4 separate regions of the Mus musculus genome follow, and all the other regions are linked to region 1. A link is a contact called in public Hi-C data. All regions are on one chromosome and are shown on one strand. The core of a region is the stretch at or near the end of the contact, and the rest is flanking DNA. Distances in the headings are between cores, read along the strand shown.

Evidence for each region. Hi-C and Micro-C count contacts between places; a contact is called where the count stands out from the background.
Region 2: a contact with region 1 is called in a Hi-C map of bone marrow-derived macrophages, with 21 read pairs. The contact joins two enhancer-like sites.
Region 3: a Hi-C map of bone marrow-derived macrophages shows a contact between it and region 1, with 26 read pairs. The contact joins two enhancer-like sites. A contact is called at or near these places in 3 of 484 Hi-C or Micro-C datasets (CD8 T cells, bone marrow-derived macrophages and nephron progenitors).
Region 4: a contact with region 1 is called in a Hi-C map of bone marrow-derived macrophages, with 3 times the contacts expected there. The contact joins two enhancer-like sites. A contact is called at or near these places in 2 of 15 datasets of contacts at CTCF or cohesin (large pre-B cells and pro-B cells), 11 of 484 Hi-C or Micro-C datasets (B cells, the G1E-ER4 cell line, bone marrow-derived macrophages and 6 more), 7 of 115 datasets of contacts at active chromatin or transcription factors (T-cell acute lymphoblastic leukemia, bone marrow-derived macrophages, embryonic stem cells and 4 more) and 1 of 9 other capture datasets (liver).

Annotation. Positions count from the first base shown.
Region 1 is chr12:99,788,420-99,791,055 of GRCm38.p6, forward strand. All of the region lies in intron 5 of Efcab11 (EF-hand calcium binding domain 11), which reads right to left. Among named protein-coding and RNA genes, the nearest start is that of Efcab11, 94 kb to the right of the region's middle. Within about 2 kb of position 1,337, at least 98 of the 459 cell types and tissues checked have an H3K27ac peak or open chromatin away from gene starts, as enhancers often do. A contact at or near this core is called in B cells, bone marrow-derived macrophages, centrocytes and 2 more, where this site is marked.
Region 2 is chr12:99,543,363-99,545,998 of GRCm38.p6, forward strand. It overlaps a transcript of Foxn3 not described here. Among named protein-coding and RNA genes, the nearest start is that of Gm26839, 19 kb to the right of the region's middle. Within about 2 kb of position 1,324, at least 35 of the 459 cell types and tissues checked have an H3K27ac peak or open chromatin away from gene starts, as enhancers often do. A contact at or near this core is called in bone marrow-derived macrophages, where this site is marked.
Region 3 is chr12:99,607,443-99,610,078 of GRCm38.p6, forward strand. The region is part of intron 2 of Gm26839 (predicted gene, 26839); the gene reads left to right. Among named protein-coding and RNA genes, the nearest start is that of Gm35644, 11 kb to the right of the region's middle. Within about 2 kb of position 1,324, at least 31 of the 459 cell types and tissues checked have an H3K27ac peak or open chromatin away from gene starts, as enhancers often do. A contact at or near this core is called in bone marrow-derived macrophages, where this site is marked.
Region 4 is chr12:99,645,820-99,648,455 of GRCm38.p6, forward strand. Gm19951 (predicted gene, 19951) reads left to right here. Exons shown (of 2, transcript NR_166738.1): 2 at 325-1,402. Among named protein-coding and RNA genes, the nearest start is that of Gm19951, 4.0 kb to the left of the region's middle. Within about 2 kb of position 1,317, at least 65 of the 459 cell types and tissues checked have an H3K27ac peak or open chromatin away from gene starts, as enhancers often do. A contact at or near this core is called in B cells, bone marrow-derived macrophages, centrocytes and 2 more, where this site is marked.

The DNA.
Region 1 (2,636 bases), core at 87-2,586:
CCGTGACAGCCTCGGGGGGAGTTGGTCCAAGATCACAGTGAGGCTAAGGCTGAAAGAAGGAAGCCCGGTGGAATTACAGCCAAAGCTAGTCTGGACGATTCAGCAGACAGAGCCAACAGACGCCTTTTCTCACTTAAGGTGAATAAAGTTAAACTGACCACATGTTATACTCAGGAAGGTGACAAGCTGGCTCAAAATTGCATCAAGTTCATATAGGTCACATTGGACAGAGCCACTTTTGAAAGCAGGTGTTGTTAGAGAATGACGGGTGAACCATCCAGTAGTCTGATGGGGACAGAGGCATGGAGAAAGGGAAGGGGCACCTAATTTGAAAAGGAAGGTTCTTCAAAATGTTATCCAGGCTACAATTCTGCCAGGCTGTTAGTAGACTTGAGTTTCAAAAGAGATGGAGTTTTCAATCATAGAAGTTCATTCGTGGTGTAAGTGATAATCAGAAATATATCTAAAATAGAACATACCCCAAATGGCATGGTGGGATAATGGCCCCTTCTGGTCTCCCTCAGATCTCAACCACCCGCACGAAGATCCTGTAGCTCTCAACCCCAGCTAATCCAATGGTCAGGGCCACACAGTATAAACCGTCTCTCTGGTTTAAGATTCTTAAGATCAAGTCCCACACGCTGGGGATAAAACCCTTGTGGTGGTCTAGGAGGCCTACAGGACAGCTGTGTCTGTCTTCTCAGGGTCTCCCTCCTGTAGACAGTATCTCCTCTTCCAAGTCTTCCTAGCAATTCCCTGAAGGCACAGGAGGGTGCTTCCCCCCAGAGTCTCACACACAACTCAAGTCTCTTGAGAAGCCTGCCCCAGGCTCAGTTCATTGTTCCCACTATTTCTCCAAGCCTTATCCAGGTCTCTGCTACACCACGGCACCCTAGAGAAGGCACACTGACCTCAGGTTCCCTGGTTTGCTCACTCACAATTGGCTCTGGAGGCTGGCAGGTAGAGACCACCCATAATGATTCTCACCCCAGGTCAATTTTCCCCCTGGGCTGTGAACTTAAGTGTGAAGTGGGGAATCTGATCTACTTGCTTTCATCACCAATTTGTGGGGTTGAATTGCTCAACAATCCCTAGAATTTTCCTCTATTTGGTTCCTTGCCTCAGCCTTCTCCTTCAGGCCAGCACCTGTGTCTTTGACAGACAATGTCTCCCTTACCTTTGATGCTCTGTGACTTATGTAGAACTCAGGGCAATACCCAGTCCTCTAGAGGCCTCCCCACTACCGGGAGTCCAGACTGCTGCCAGCACAATGATGCTGCCATGGGGCATTTTCTGAGACCTAAAGGGCCATAAACAACACAAAGGAGGAAGTGGTGACTGGCAGAGCTGGCTGGGGACTCTCAAGGCAGCAGGCTCCCTGTCAGTGTTTTCGGCCAACAGCTCTGTGACTGTGGCTTCTAAAGAACTTCCCCTGCATGGCCTGGTTTGTTTTGAGATGGGATCTCACTATCTGGCCCGAGCTGGCTCCAAACTTGTGATCTGTGCCTCGTTCACATTATTCTTTGATTCTCTCTGTGCTTGCATGACTCAATAAGCACATGATTAAGCATTTTATTTAAATAATGCACATGTCTCTGGTAGAACCTGAGGAACTGTTTATTTATGTGTTTGTATGAAACAGTTAAATCAAAATACTAACATTGAGACTAGCTCCACTGAGGAACGAGAGCCTGGACAGGTTGGAGAAAGGGAAGAAGTGGCAGGTATCTTCAATGATGCTCTGTAATTCTAGGGACCTCTGAGGGAGGAGGACACCCCACCCCCTAAGGCTGATCCTGGTTCAGAAAAGCAGAGAAAAGTGTCCTGTTCCACCCCCCCCATTCTTTCTTTAACACTGTTAGAATCCACAGGTTTAAAGTTAGTCACACAAAGGCTTAAAAGTTGTCCCGTGGACTAGCCTGGGAAGGAACTTAAGCTACCACTTAGAGTCAACCTCCCAAACATCCAGAAAGCAACCCATTCTTCGCTAGAGGTTCTACTTCCTTTGTTTCTACCAAGTGGGAAAAATTTGAACCAGCCTGTAGTAAGCGTGCTATAGCATTTATAAGCGTACCTCAAGATAAACCAGGCCACACAGTTAAAGCCACACTCCTGAACAAGCTGGAGCTGGGAGCTCCCCCAGCTCACCCCAGCACTGAGTGAGCTGCCAGCCTGGGGCATCCGGGGAGGCTGGGTCCTGTCACCCTCCACGGCACCTCCTTGTTCCAAGTGTTCACATGAAAGTTGACATTTGCTTATTTTTTTCTGTAGCCAAGGAAAGGCGAACCTGCAAGCCAGGGCTAACTACTCTTCGTCCCCAGCCTTTGAAGCCCATTTCATTTAAGTAATTGGCTTCCCTCACAGGGACCAATTAGAAACCAGGAGGAAAACGGGATTCAGACCTTTCACTAGCCTCTCCGAGACTGAAACCCGGATAGAGCCTGGCTGCTTCTTTACAGAAACAAACATGTGCACATTAGGTCTCATTAAGTCATATGCTAAGGAGATGTAAATATGACCAGTGACATTAAAATATCTCCACGGTCCCTTCCCTCACTGCCACGCTTCGGAGTGTTCAATTCAGCTTGGCGAGGAATATGACCCACCAGACACCAGAGATTCCACTTTGCTTGGAG
Region 2 (2,636 bases), core at 74-2,573, 250 kb before region 1:
CTACTGTTTGTTTTCAGAATTGTACAATGCTAGAGTATGTGTGCACGAGCACATATATATGTATATATGTATGTACACTGTTCCATATCTTAGGGCTTCCCCAACATTCTCTGGGCCTGTGAGATGGCTCAGCAGGTCAAGTTGCACATTGCCAAGCCTGACAACTTTAGTTCAATCCCAAGGGCCCACATGGTTTAAGGAGAAAGCCAAATCTCATAAAGTGCCCTCTGACCTTCACACACAGTCACAGCATGTGCCCCTCCCTACGCACACATACACCCACAGTAAATAAATAAGGGTTACAGAAACTTGAAGCTGGGCATGGGGGCACGTGCATTTAATCCTGGCATTCGGGAGGCAGAAACAGGTGGACCTCTGTGAATTCAGTCCAGCTTGTTGTACATAGAGAATTCTAGGCCAGCCAGGGCTACGGTGGGAGAGCTTGCTTCAAAACAAAACAAAACAAAACAAAATAGAACAGAAACAACAAAACCTGAAACACTGCCCCCCACAAACACCTCTTCTGTCTCATTTTCTCTCTCTTGATGAATATACAGTTACATATCTGTGGGGTATTCCTACCACATTTTATGTCTTCATGATCTTGTTTATTGTCTGTGCTGCCACCTCCCGGTGTCACTGTTCTTGTTGCTATCTCATTATTACTTTGGCACTGAGGACAGACTCCAGGGCCCCACAGAAGTACACTCCAGCCTTGGGCTTTATTTCCTTCTGCTCCATCTTCTAAGTCACCAATTCTCTCTTCACTGGCATCCCCTTTATTGAATCCATCCATTTCGCCTCCGAAAACACTTCCTTGGAGTACAAGAAGCCATTTACACGCCATTAAAGTCACCAACTACAAGGATTCATTTAATGGTTTTCATGAATCCAATCATACCATCATAGCCTTCTCTGAATCCAATCTTAGGTCGTTTCTATCACCCCAGAAAGCATGCTCTCCTGGGATTTAACCGCAGCAAGTATTCCAAAAGGTCAATTGTTTGTCTTACATTTTAGCCCTCTGGATATATGAATTATGGATATTGGTTAACAAAGTCACACTAGTAACAGGAAACAGGCCCAGAGGCTCAGCTTCCCTTCTGTGGGTTTTCACCTTCAACCTTGTTCCTCAATGCCTTGATGGATCTCCAGGACTCCGGTTTTGTTTTGTTTCTTCTTTTTGATTGTAAGCAACTTTTCTCTGCAGAAGAGGAGACCTGAACAAACTACATCTGCTAATGTTAGACACACTGACAGCCCACGCGAGCGAGCGAGCGAGCTAGCTAGGTGAGCAAAACTTATCATGCAAATGAGGACGCTGATGGGAGATAAAAATAGACATCAGTGGGGACCTCACTGCGTCTGCGGGCACAGACCAGAAGCACCACAAACAAAGCAGAATGTTTGGTCAACCTAACCACAACAAAGGACGCCCTCTGCTAAAAATACACACTTAAAGACCACGGTGCCCATAGGAAAATTATTAGTTCTTGACTCTTTCCTTTGTGCTATTTGATGCTAAAGAGAGAAAGGAACAAATGCTCACTGGGGCAGGGACACTCAGTACCTCACGGCATCAGCAAGATGGAACTCACTATGATGTCAGTCTGTCAGGTCCTGTATGTCATTGATGCCCTGAGATTTAGTAAATAAGACAGATTTTGTGTGTGTGTGTGTATACTAATACATGTCTGGGAAGTTTTGGAGTGGAGAAAAAAACCTGACAAGCTCTATATGACAAGCCGTATGCCTCCTTCTCTTCCTCTAGTTTATTTTAAAATGCTATACTCTGCTCTTTTGTACAAAATTCTATCCCCTATTTTATAAAAGAAAAAGCCACAGTAGTGAAGGGCCTGGTGTAGTAGCCTTTGAGAAGGCTAGCCCTGCCTGTTGGATCATCCTTACAGTGACTCTTCTTGGTCAGACAGGAACAGAGTCTAAGGAGAAGCAGTATTCTCAAGCAGACCAGTGGTGTGGTTGCTGCCTAATTATAGCCTCACCACATCTTGCATTTGCAAGATGTCTGTCCTTTCCTGGAATTTTAATGATGCTATTCAGGATATCACTTCCTATTCTTAATTTGCCTGTTTTAGAGAACTTGATTCCAAACAATGTTTTGGATACAAACAGTCCGACATTTTTCCAAAACACAGGCTTTATTGGCATATAAAGCGATTTGCCACATGCACAGTGTTTACATCCTAGCAGGTGGATAATAGATCAGAGTTACAGCAATGTCAGGGGACTTTCCCATCCATAGTACATGGCATGGGAGAAAGAAAACCACTCAGCGAAAAGAAAACAGAATATGATTCCAACAATTTAACTTCCGTCCATATGTCACTGTCGTTTTCTAAGCAACAGAACATAAAAATGAAGCACTGGCAACGGGGAGCCTAACAACAAAGGGATTAATGCGTTAACTTGGGGGACACTGAGGCCAGCAGCCGGGGTCCAGTCAAGCTGAGATGTCCTGCAGCCCTGGGACTCCTTCAGAGCTGGCGAGCGCCTTGGTTGTAGATTTGCTAAACTCTGGCCTGGAGGTAGAAGGTCTGCCTGCTTAAGCAAAACCTAAAGTCAATAAAGGGAAAGGAAGTACGGGGCTCCTAAAAGATGGGAACGGTACCTAGCTC
Region 3 (2,636 bases), core at 74-2,573, 180 kb before region 1:
TCATGGTTGGGCTTTCACTCCTGCTCCCAATAGCTACGCCATCTTTCCAACCTCAGGAAGATGACAGCACCGTCCTTGAGGCGTTGCCAGATCACTAACTACTTTGCAATTGAGCACTCTTTTCTTCTCTCAGATGGAGACTCATAAGGCTTAACCTAAGGTTTAAGCACCTGAGTAAATCAGAAAAATGGCAGACGCCATAGAAGGGTCTGGGCTCCATTATTCTAATCTCAGGCCTTCAGGTTTTTGAAGAAAGTTCAAAGAAACACAACACAGCAATTCAAAACCACTTGTTAAAAAATGTGAGGGTTTTTTTGTTTTTGTTTTAGAAATAAGCTCAGCCTTCTGAAGCTGTCATCAAAAGCAGCCCAAAGAGAGGTTAAAAAGTAGCTCAGCGAAGTGCTTTTGTGCAAGCATGAAGAACAGAGTTTGGATCCCAAGGATTCCTGTAGAAAGCTGGGTGTGGCAGCACACACTTATGATCCCAGTGCTGGGGCAGCAGAGCCACCGTGCTCCCTGGGGTCTACTCCAGCCAGTCTAGCTGAACGGATGGAACTTCAGCTTCACTGACAGATCTGCATCAGAAATTAAGGCAAGCAGTGACAGAGGAAGATGCCTAATGCGCACACGCACACGCGCGCGCGCGCACACACACACACACACACACAGAGAACCACCACTGCAGCCAATGGAAGAAAAATAAGTTTGGTTTTAATCTTCAGGAATATGGACAGAAAAAAAGGAGGGAGAAACAAAATTTTCTATTTTACAGGAATTCAAACCATTGAGCCTTCAATGTGTCCTTCTTTGACATCCTTTGGGTCAAGGAGGCAAAGATTCAGGTTCTAATTAGAAAAGTGGAGCCCAGCATAAGTTCAATATTCTTCCACCACCCACACCACCTGCAAAACCGTGGAGAAGGAAGTATTCGGCTCAGCCCCGGAGGGAGTGTGCCTGGTGCATAAATCCTTACTTTCTTAACACTCTCCTTCTGGGGCTTTTACATTCAGCACAAGGAGTGGGAACTGCAAAAATAGACCTCGTGTTTCTGCAGAAGTGAAAGACTTATTGCATAATGGTGGTAAACTGCATCTACTAGAGCCACGTGCCCGCATGCAAACACCAACTCAACTCAAAAATAGATGAGTTTTTTGTTTTTCTTTTTTCTTTCTTCTTCTTTTTTAGATATCTAGCCTTAAAAGAAAAATGTGGGGTCACATGAGTAAAGTTAAAAAAATGATATTGGGAAAATAGAATGGTGTTAGCTAGTCAAAAAAAAAAAATCTGGTCAACAAATTCATTTAATTCCCAATGACTTCTCCCCAGCTGCAAGTTTCTCTTTACTTCTTCTTCTTCTTTTCTTCTTTTTCCCCTTTGTAAGAACGCTACAGAAATGGAAAGGAAATCATCTGTAAACAGAAAGTATCGATCTTGGCAGAAGCCCTGTAAGGCACACGCGTACCACTTCCTTCCTTCCTTCCTTTTGATCCCCAGTAATAAAGGGAGAGAGAAAACATTCAGACAAACTGTCAGAAGGAAAGGTCGCATCCCCTGACCCTTACTCAGCCTTTCCCATGTCTCCTCCTGAGGTTCAACCAGACCCTCGAATCAGAGCAGAAAAAAAAAATTCCTTCTTGCTTGATAACGGTTCATCCACTGAAGCCAGTTGATCTGTGACTATGAAACGGTTGATACGGGCAAGGCCTGAGCTGGGAGGAGAGGAAAATGGAAAGAGAATGTTCGTTTTAAGAAGTGTAAAATCTTTCCGCCAGATCAGCGCCATCATGGACACGAGTCGCGTGCAGCCCATCAAGCTGGCTAGGGTAACCAAAGTGCTGGGCAGGATTGGTTCGCAGGGACAGTGCACGCAGGTGTGAGTGGAATTTATGGGTGACACCAGCCGCCCTATCATCCAAAATGTCAAAGGCCCCCTTCGAGAGGGTGACATGCTCACCCTATTGGAGTCAGAAAGAGAAGCTCGAAGGTTGTGCTTGATGCTGGGTTCTGGATATCCACGATTTAGCCCATGGAATGACCTACAATTGTTAAATAAAGCATTTGTATTAAAAGAAGAAGAAGAAGAAGAAGAAGTATAAAATCTAGGATGTAGAAAGGCAGCTTGCCATAAAGTGCGGAGTGAAGCAAGTGTTACAATAGTGTGATACAAAGGCAGCTAATGCCCTGTGAGAGCTCCTGCGTCAGAACGCCTGGAGGTACTGTTTGCTTGCTAGAAATCTAGGTGCTGTTCTGGAAAATACAAGTTTAAGAGGAGATGGAAGAGAGACTCTAAGACTGTCCAACCTAAGAGTAGACAGACAGGCTGAGGACAGCATGGCCTCCAGCCACATCCCTGAGTCTGAAGGGAAAAAGTCCCAATGGACAGAATCCTCCCACCAGTAGCGTATCCAGAGCATAGCCAGCACCCAAGGTCACGTCATTTGTCTCCTGGAGGGGCTATTTTTGGAACCCATGTGACAGGGCACTGACAGTGTTTTAAGCAGCTGGACAGTCCAGACAGGAGTTGGATCACAGAAGACAAACGAGGGGACACTATGTGCTTCCCTTTGCAATCCTCAGTGGTGCCCCCCCCACCCCCCCGCAGCTTCAGAAGAAAGGCCAAAACCTTTTAAAAAGGC
Region 4 (2,636 bases), core at 67-2,566, 140 kb before region 1:
TGGGTGCGGGGGGAAAAGTGTATGTATGCGGTGATAACGTGGCTTCCCCCTTTCTCCCTGTAAATTGGACTGGTTCCTGTGTGCCGGCCTTACTTTCGCCAGATATAGAGATTATACGAGGAGACGAGCCTGTTCCTCTGCCCAGTTTTGCTATGTTTGTCCCCCAGACATAAAGGAGCTGTTCAGCTTATCCCACTTTTGGTTGGATTAGGGATATCTGGGGCACTGGCTACTGGCTCTGCTGGAGATGGGGTGGCTCTAGATACTTACAATGAGCTGTCCCAACAGTTGATTGATGACGTTAATATGGTTTATCATTTATAGGGTCAGTAAAAGATCTTCAAGATCAAGTGGATTCCCTGGCAAAAGTGGTCCTACAAAATAGACGAGGCCTTGATTTACTAACTGCAGACAAGGGAGGTATCTGCTTAGCTTTACAGGAAAAATGCTGTTTCTATACAAACAAGTCTGGGATCGTCGGAGACAGAATCAGAAAACACCAAGAAGACCTAGAAAAAAGACGTCAAGAACTCTTCGCCAATCCCATGTGGAGTGTCTGGAATGGAGTGTTGCCTTACCTCCTTCCCCTCCTTGCCCCGGATAGGATTTCTTTTACTTATCTCTTTTGGACCCTGGGCATTTAGGAAGGTCACAGATTTGGTAAAATCAGAAATAGATGCAGCCTTTAAGAAGCCAGTGTCGCCTTTAAGAAGCCAGTGTCACCTTGAAGTCTGAGACATTGGCCAAGATACTTATGCTGAGCCCCCAGGCACCCCTTCGGTAGGCCTAGATTTCACAGTCCTAGACCCAGGCCCCGACCAAGGGTGCTTTGGTAAGCTATGGAGACATCAATGACAGGAATAGCATGATGCCACATACCAGGAGGCACACCCATGATAGGCTGTAGAGCATCTCAATGACAGGATTATTGCGAGTCCATGATCCAGGAGCCCACTCTGAATTGACAGTGCTGGGTATGGAGGCCATTTGCATAGCCTAAGACAGAGACTCTACCCTCAGACCCAACCATGTCGGGTGCTGGTTGTGGATGCACATCATGTAGCCTAAGACAGATGCTCCATCTATAATATAAAAGAGAGGGAAATGTTGGAGACTGACACTGAGCCATAAGCCAAAGTTCCCCTCCCTTCTTGAGAAACTTCTGACCTTTTGAAATGACAGCTGACAGAATATCAAGATCAGATAATAGTATCTGCAAACTTTCTGAGGAAAACCACAGAATGTTCCCTGAGCTAAGAGTAGATACTACGTTCCCAGGCAGTTAAGCAGAACTACCCCTCCCCCCAGGCTGAGGCACAGGCAAGGTTCTCCCTCTTTACTTCCTCCTTCTTACTGCTTATATTCTGTAACCTTGCTCACAATAAACAGACCTTGACAACCATTGCTTAGTCTCGCTCCTTCTTTCTCCCTTGTTTCTCTTTCAGTCATGGTCCCCCTCGGATCCCACGAATAACTGAGTCCTGCGGGTCAGGACAGAAATGCACGGTTTCTTCAGCCACACTTTCCGTATCCAGGGGGTAAGAATGTAAGAATGGGCAGTAGCAACGTCCTATAACGTTTTAGGAGTTCTATGGACACCTCTGTCCAACAACGCAGAAGAAGGCTTATCATGCCTGGTGTTGGAGGTTTTGTTAGGTGCTCTATGGCTCTCGGAGTGAGCATTGTCAGCTCAGATAGTGGGAAAAATTCATCTCTCTCTCTCTCCGTCCCTTCTCTCCCTCCCTGTCTTCCTCCCTCCCTTCCCCCTCCTCTTCCTCCCCCCTCCTCATATGTACTATAAGTATTTTTAGGTAGATAGTCAAAAATATGTTTCAACAAAGTCCCTCACTGATTGAAACTCACTAAGTAGGCTCGGTTGGCTGGCCAGTGAGCTTCAGGGTTCTGATGTCCCTGTTTCCCCAGTGTCAGGATTACAAGCATAAACCACTGCATCTCGATTTTATTTTTAACATGGATTCTAGGGGTCCAGCTGAGGTCCTCGTGCACTTTAGAGACCCAGTGTCTCCTAGCCCACACAGAGAGGTTGTTCTTGAGACAGCCGTGGAACCCTGTCAGCCCTTGAAAGTTCTCTTTCTACTCTTAGATGTCCTTTCTTGACTTTGGTTTTCTTCCAATGGTTGATGCCTGTGGCTTCAGGACACTGATGCCAGAAGCACCTGGGCATTTTAAGCTCATTGAAAAAGTCTACATATTTTTCTTTTTCTTATATGTGTGTATGTGTGTGTACATGTGTACATGTGTGGGGCACACATTTATGTGTAAGGCCATAGGCTGATGTCAGGAATCATTCTTGTCCCTTTCCTTCCTTTTCTTTTGAGGCAGGGTCTCTCAATCAAACCCAGAGCACACAGATACAGATAGTCTTGCTGGATAGCCTGCTCTGGAGTTTCCATCTCAGCCTTCTAAGCTGGAGTTACAGGAGGGACGCCAGGATTAATGTGGAACCTGGAGATCCCAACTCTCCAGTCTCTTCTTGCTTATGTGACAAGCTCTTTTTGGAGCCTTCTCTGCAGCCTAAAGTCTATATTTTAAGTCCAAATGTACATCCTATCTAGTCAAAATCCAGCAGATAATTATCAGGTGATGTGATAAACAGATGCAGTCAGAAGTTTATT